Linked DNA regions of Sus scrofa: region 1 is linked to region 2. The links are chromatin contacts, called in public Hi-C maps. All regions are on one chromosome and are shown on one strand. Each heading gives the region's core, a stretch centred on a gene start, on an enhancer-like site or on the middle of the called end of the contact. The rest is flanking DNA. Distances are from core to core; before and after follow the strand shown. Region 1 holds the start of NPR1 (atrial natriuretic peptide receptor 1). Region 2 overlaps INTS3 (integrator complex subunit 3).

The links. Hi-C and Micro-C count contacts between places; a contact is called where the count stands out from the background.
Region 1: a Hi-C map of omental adipose tissue shows a contact between it and region 2, with 3 times the contacts expected there. The contact joins the promoter of NPR1 here to the enhancer-like site in region 2. A contact is called at or near these places in 2 of 5 promoter capture datasets (fetal liver and liver), 27 of 47 Hi-C or Micro-C datasets (adipose tissue, alveolar macrophages, blood and 16 more) and 2 of 2 datasets of contacts at active chromatin or transcription factors (alveolar macrophages and skeletal muscle).

What each region holds. Positions count from the first base shown.
Region 1 is chr4:95,972,711-95,976,177 of Sscrofa11.1, forward strand. It overlaps NPR1 (atrial natriuretic peptide receptor 1), which reads right to left and starts at 1,543. Exons shown (of 22, transcript XM_021089806.1): 1 at 1-1,543. The coding sequence starts at 273.
Region 2 is chr4:95,918,598-95,922,210 of Sscrofa11.1, forward strand. It overlaps INTS3 (integrator complex subunit 3), which reads right to left. Exons shown (of 30, transcript NM_001243322.1): 8 at 3,389-3,518; 9 at 1,997-2,094; 10 at 9-200. Among named protein-coding and RNA genes, the nearest start is that of SLC27A3, 17 kb to the left of the region's middle. Within about 2 kb of position 1,569, at least 15 of the 83 cell types and tissues checked have an H3K27ac peak or open chromatin away from gene starts, as enhancers often do. A contact at or near this core is called in adipose tissue, omental adipose tissue, retroperitoneal adipose tissue and 2 more, where this site is marked.

The sequences.
Region 1 (3,467 bases), core at 293-2,792, 54 kb after region 2:
GGTGTCGGAGCAGACGCCCAGTGCGCTCTCGCTACTGCCTAGCACAGTGCGGACCGTCCAACCCGGCAGCAGGTCCGGCCGCGCCTTCACCTTGGCCAGGGCCAGCTCCACCGCCGGTCCCACGCGCGCCCACGACCACGGATAAGAGGTGTTGGCCAGCGGCAGCACCACGGCCACTGTCAGGTTGCCCGCGTAGCTGCCCGGGAGCAGCAGCAACGGCAGGAGCAGCAGCAGGCGCAGGCGGGCGCCAAAGGGGCGCCCGGGGCGCGGCATGGCCTCAGCGGGCACCGCGGTGGACGAGCGCTCCCACCATGGCCTCCAGCGTCCCCTCCGCCTCAGTGGCCGGTCCTGGGCACCAGGCGCGCCCCTGTGGGAGGTAGGAGGAGCGGGGCGGGGACGCTCCCCGCGGAGCACGTTGCCCCCTCCAGCTGCGACAGTCCGCGCCAGGAGCACCAGGGGCGCGCGACCCAGGGGTGCGCCGAGGGCGCGGCGGAGCAGGTGGGTGCGAGGAGAGCTCCGGGGCAGAAAGAACCCGAGTGCGAGTGAGAACGTGTTATGTGTGTGTGCGCGTGTGTTAGGAGAGAGAAAAAGCGTGAGCAAGCGCTCGGTGGAGAAGGATGGTAGAGGGCGCGAGGGAGGGAAAAGGGAGTGTGTGTGTGCGTGAGCGCCTAGCACAGAGACTGTGCCAGAAGGGGCGTCCGGCCGGCCCAAGTCTCCCGCAGTCCGGGGGGACAGGGGAGGACCCAGGCCAAGCTCCGAACCCTCCCTCCCCGCCGCTTCCCCTCCCAGACTCCGCGACCGTAGAGCCAATCCTGGATCTTTAACTCCTTCCTCCCCTCCCAGAAGTCGCCGCCTCTCCGAGCCCCTTGGCCTGAGCGCTTTTCCTTAGGCCGTCTTCCCGCTTCTCCGCGGCCAAATGTCTTCCTACTTCGAGAAGCGGCATCCACAGAAGGGGCTCCCTCTCAGGGAGAACTGAGTAGAGATTTGCGTGGGAACGACAGGGGGTCTCTTGCGTCCCACCTAGTCCCTCCGCTCCTACCTCGTTCCGTCTGGGAAAGAGAGGAGGAGGAGCCGGTTTGGGATCTTGGCCCGAAAAAGTGAGTGTTTGGATGTGAACGTCTAGGGGTGGGGCCGGAGGGTGAGGGTTTCTAGAAAAGGCATTAAAATAGGTGAATCCAAAGTCCCCTTGACCAGTCCATCTAGGATCTCACCCACCCTCAGCTTCCAAATTGAGCGGATTAGTGGAGAAAAAGGACCAGGTGCAAGGGCAGAGTTAACGCTCTCATTCCCAAAAGGCTGTACGAAGTGGGAGGGAGAGCTTGTGGGTGGCTGGCGGGGGAAGAGGTGTGGCCTCAGGGCCCCTCCCGGCTTGTATGTGTTTGGTTTGTATTGAGGGGGATTATTAAAATCAAATTTGTGGGGGTGGCGAGAGACTGTTGCAAAAGACAAGCGGAGGCGTCAATAGGATAGTGTTGGGGGGCCCTTGACGGCTGGGCCGCTGACGGGACAGCTGTGGAATTAGTCTGCCCTCTAATGGTCAGAAGGAGTCATTGACGGTATTGTGGGGCCAACAGCGGCAACCCGGTGCCGAAGCTGGACCAAAGATCAGCAAACTTGAGGACCTAATACGTATTAAGTACCAGCTAGAGGCTCAGCGGGTTAAAGATACGGCGTTGTCACTGCAGAGGCTCAGGTCGCTTCTGTGGCTGAGTTCGATTACTGGCCCAGGAACTTCCACAGCCGCAAGTGCGGGCAAAACAAACAACAAAGAAAAGAAAAACACCCGCTAGATGTTGAGGACATAAAGAGCAATATATATATGCGTGTATATGTACATATATTACACACACACACCCCATTCCTTTGCGGAGGTCTATCAATTTGGGACAAATAGCCCTAAGATAAGTCAGGTAAGTACTACAACAAAGAGAGGGGTAAATTGCTGGAGGTCCAGATAAGTGTTGTTGTTGCTGTTGTTGTTATTATTAGTATTATTATTGTGTTTTTAGGGCCAGACCTGTGGCATTGGAAGTTCCCAGGCTAGGGGTCGAATCTGAGCTGTAGCCGTTGGCCTATGCCACAGCCACAGCAACGCTGGATCCTTAACCCACTGAGCGAGGATAGGGATCAAACCCTGGTCCTTGTGGATACTAGTCAGATTTGTTTCCACTGAGCCACAACAGGAACTCCAGATGAGGGCTATTTTGCTTGCAATGGAGCCAGGAAAATCCCCAAAGAGAAATAATTCAACAAGGGTAGGAGAATGAGAAAGATATTCTGTGCAGAGAAAGCAGAATACGGAAATATGTTTCCTATGTATTTAGGAGAATTTTGAATGTTCTTATGGTCTAGAGCAAATGGTAGCCCATGGACCAACTTAAGATGGCAGGCGTGTTTTGTTTGGCCTGTATTCTCCTGTGCTCTCTGTATATATCTAATTTAATTGCCCACACTTAGAGTTTCTGTCCTGGTGCAGGGGAAACGAATCTGACTGGGAACCATGAGGTTGCAGGTTCAATCCCTGGCCTCTCCCAGTGGGCTGGGGCACCACCGTTTCTGTGCTGTAGGCCAGCAGCTGTAGGTAGGATTCAAACCCTAGACTGGAAACCTTGATATGCTGCAGGTGTGGCTCTAAAAAAAAAAAAAAAAAAATTGCCCGCATTTAAAAATTAGCAGATGCACATGAATATTGGATTTCTGACTTGTGTTAAGATGTTGGAGAGCTGGTAATATAGGTCCTGCATCTTTCCGTGAACAATCGTCTGAACCAAGTATCCATTACTTCTTTGAGATGAGTCTAGTTCATCATAGTTCCTACTCTCCCTGGTCAGTATGTTTTCAACCCTGATCTAGGATGTAAGGTGTTGTAGGTATGTGGTTATAAGGAGAGGAGAGGTTGTAACTGAGGAGGAGAGACAAGAAGGGGCAGCAGAGGGTTGATCCTGCAAGTTTTTGTGCGACAGGCATAATGTCTTTGTCTTACAAGGAGGGCTCCAGAGATTATAGAGGTAGATAGGAGATTGGGAGATTTGGGGGTTTTATTTTTTTTATTTTTGTCCGTGCTGGGGCATATAGAAGTTTCCAGGCCAGGGACTGAATTCACACCCCAGCAGTGACTCAAGGCATAGCAGTGACAACACCAGATCCTTAACCTCTGAGCCACCAGGAAGCTCCAGAAGATTTTTTAAAAAGTTTTATTGAGATAGAATTTTTTTTTGTCTTTTTTTTTTTTTTTTTTTTTTTTTTTGCCTTTTCTTGAGCTGCTCCCATGGCACATGGAGGTTCCCAGGCTAGGGGTCCAATCAGAGCTGTAGCCGCCGGCCTACGCCAGAGCCACAGCAACATCAGATCCGAGCCGCGTCTGTGACCTACACCACAGCTCATGGCAACGCTGGATCCTTAACCCACTGAGCAAGGGCAGGGATCGGACCCACAACCTCATGGTTCCTAGTCGGATTTGTTAACCA
Region 2 (3,613 bases), core at 319-2,818:
CCCCTCACCGTGCACGTGGTCAGGAGCCAGCCAATGATGGCCCATCGGGGCAGGATGTCTGAACTCAGCACTTCATTCGAAGGGTGGACCACCCCACAGATGTAGCGGATGAGGTCACAGCGCAGAGACTGACTGTCTGGGGTTGACAGGTACTGGCGCTGGAACCAATCCTGGTATCGCTTTTGTTGACCAAACCGCACCTGGGGGAAGGGGACGTTAGAAAGAAAATCTGGGAAGGGAGGGTAGGGTCTCTGGGCAGAAGAAAACAGGCACCATTCTACTCCAGGCTCAGCTCAGACCTCAATTTCTTCTTACAACTTACTCGCTAATTCACACTGTCTCTCAAGTCCCTCGCCTTTGGGAAGACATCCTGATTTAGAGGCTTCTGGATTTAAAATAATGCTGCTCACGGAGTTCCCGGCGTGGCTCAGTGGTTAATGAACCCGACTAGTATCTGTGAGGATGCAAGTTCGATCCCTGGCCTTGCTCAGCGGGTTAAGGATCCAGTGTTGCCGTAAGCTGTGGTATAGGTTGCAGACGTGGCTCGGATCCAGCATTGCTGTGGCTGAGGCCTAGGCCAGAGGCTACAGCTCTGATCAGACCCCTAGCCTGGAAACGTCCATATGCCATGGGTACGGACCTAAAAAGACAAAAGACAAAAGATTAAAAAAATAAATAAAATGCTATTCACTACTCAGCACTGACCAAAAGCTTCCTGAGGCTGAATGACCTAACAGGATCATTATCCAAAGGACACAGACTCTCCAAACCTTCTTGCAGCAAGTGCTCCCCCTAAGAGGAAAGATCTAGTTTTCCTCTTGCGTTTTTTTTTTTTTTTTTTTTTTTTTTGCCATTTCTTGGGCCTCTCCCATGGCATATGGAGGTTCCCAGGCTAGGGGTCTAATTGGAGCTGTAGCCGCCAGCCTACACCACAGTCACAGCAACACCAGACTGAGCTGCATCTACAACCTATACCACAGCTCATGGTAAAGCTGGATCCTTAATCCACCGAGCAAGGCCAGGGATTGAACCTACAACCTCATGGTTCCTAGTCGGATTCATTAACCACTGAGCCACGATGGAACTCCTAGTTTTCCTCTTGTAATACCCCAATTCAACTAACAGAGAGAGCAGAAGGGTTAAAAAAAAAAAAAAAAACACTAAAGAAACACTGTCCAACAGAACTTTCTGCAACAATGATGAGTACTGAGCACTTAAAAAATATTAGCTAGCTATTCCAACTGAGGACTATTTTTTTTTTCTTTTTTTTTTTTTTTGCCACACCTACAACATACAGAAGTTCCTGGGCCAGGAATCGAATCCAAGCCGCAGCTGTGGCAATGCCAGATCCTTAACCCAATGCTCCAGGCCACGGATTGAACGGGTTAGGCAGCCAGACCACTAACCCACTGGGCCACAGCAGGAACTCCAGAGGTACTACATTCTCAATTTTATTTTAACATTTAAATTGCAACATGTGGCTAGCGGCTACCACATGGGACGGCCCAGATCTAGACAGTTCTGGATGACTTAGGAAACCGAAAGTTGGCTAGAGCAGTGTTTTCCCAACCCCAGACTGGCTGCAGAGGAGCTGCTGCCTGGAAAGTCTGTTAAAAATACAGGTTCCTCAGACAGATTCTCTGGGTGAGTGAGATTCCGGAAGATGTATTTTTAACATGCTCCTCAAGCAATGCTGCCATAATGTAGCCATGTTTGGAAACCAAAAGGCTGCAGCTCTCTTCCTGAGGGGTCATGGGTCACCCAAAATGACCACTCTCCCTACCCGCTGACAGCACATTTCACACTTGTACATGACATTATTTGTGTACAAGTATTGGTTTAATGGCCGCGTTAGATAGCCTCACAAGACACGGCACTGTATCTGTCTTACTGAGCACCTCGCAGCACTGCTCGGCCAGTCAGTAACCAGCCACAGGTGAATGAAGAAGCCCAGCCAGCACCTGCAGCTTCTCTTCCTGCGGCAGGAGGAACTTACCCGGGATGTCATGAAGAGGAGCTTAGTCTCCATGTCCGGGGTCAGACGACATGCTAGGAATTTCCGGGACGTTCTTGACTGAAGAAGCTGCAGGATACCTGAATCAAGTGCGGGAAGGAAGAGAAAAGACAGAAGACTGAGCACCAGAGGGAACAGAAGGCAGGAACTAATGGCAAGTGGTCTTGCTCCTGGGGAACTTCTAAGAGCTGACCTAGAGAGGTCAGGCACAGGCACAGGCACAGGCTGGGGGTCTAGCCAGCACCTGTACGATCTGCTCCAGCCAACCACCATCCCCGGGACCCAGGCACATTCATTCCTTTCTTCCACTGGCCAGCCAGAGACCCCCACTCCCATTATTCCAGTTGGCAACATGTGAGAAAGTTGGGGGGAAATATGGGAAACCCTAGCCTCTCTTCTTGCTCCTGAAGGTCCCGTCACTGGGTCCCAGGCTCAGTGAGGTGTGGTGGCATAAGCACGAGCTCTGGAGTCAGACAGACCTGGATCCAAATCCTGCCTCTGACACTAGCTGTGTGGCCTCGGGCATATTATTTAATCTCCTTGAACCTCATTTTCTTCATCTGTAAATATGGGAAGTAAAATATCCATCTTACAGGAGTGTCCAAGGATCAAATGCGTTAACATACACTTGCCTAGCCCACAGCAGGCACTCAACACAACTCAATACATGTGCAATGTAAGAGCAGTGAATATAAGGTGGAACCAGGGGCTTTCTTCTCTTCATTGCTAACTCCCCAGGTCCTAGGCTCCTGCCCTCGCATTACATGCGCACACACGCTGGAGGGGGAGTGGGGAGCAAAGCTGTACGGTAACAGTTCAGACCGTAAGCAGGACCCTGGGAAGGGGAAAGGGATGTGAGAAGGGCCTGGCTGGGGGAGGCACCCAGAGTCTGTTCCTCCCCCTGAAAAGGATTTTGGCCAAGCTGGCTCCTGAGAATTCAGTGGCATGACTGCTCCTGGGGAGGAGCCTCTGCTTCCAGGACTAATTTCAGCCCCTCTGCTGACTCAGTCTCACGAGCTGACCTCTGACTCCCCGACAGACTCAGTGAAGCTGGAAAATGGTCATCAACTCACCTCTTGAGCCAAAGAGCTGCCAGGAGAGGAGGAGGCGGGTTACGGGTCTGTCTCACTTTTTCTTAAATGACAGTGGGAGTCTGCCAAGTAGGGGCTGTCTGGGAACCTTGCACACATGAACTCTTCTGGGTACCTCTGTGGGCCCACATCCAGCTGCATTTGGCAGGGCCTGCCCAGTCCCAGGCATCCTAAATCTGAGCACCAATGCCTCTCCTATCCACCAGCCTCTGCCCTAGTGATTCCAACAACACGTACATGACCTCCCACCTCTCAAGGACAGCGTACCCCAACCCTTCCTTACCTGTGAACTGAGGACTCAAGGCCTGAGGGTTATGGATTATATCTTTCCAAAGCTGTTCAAATTCTGGTATCCTGGCAACGTTCTGAAGCAGCCTTACGAGGTCCCGGCCAATCATCAAACATTCCATAAACTAGACGGGGTGGGCGGCAGGAGACACAAAAGAGAGTAAGAATATGGATTGGGTACCTGCTGCGGGGAGGATGGGGAACAAGGGGTCCAAGGGAT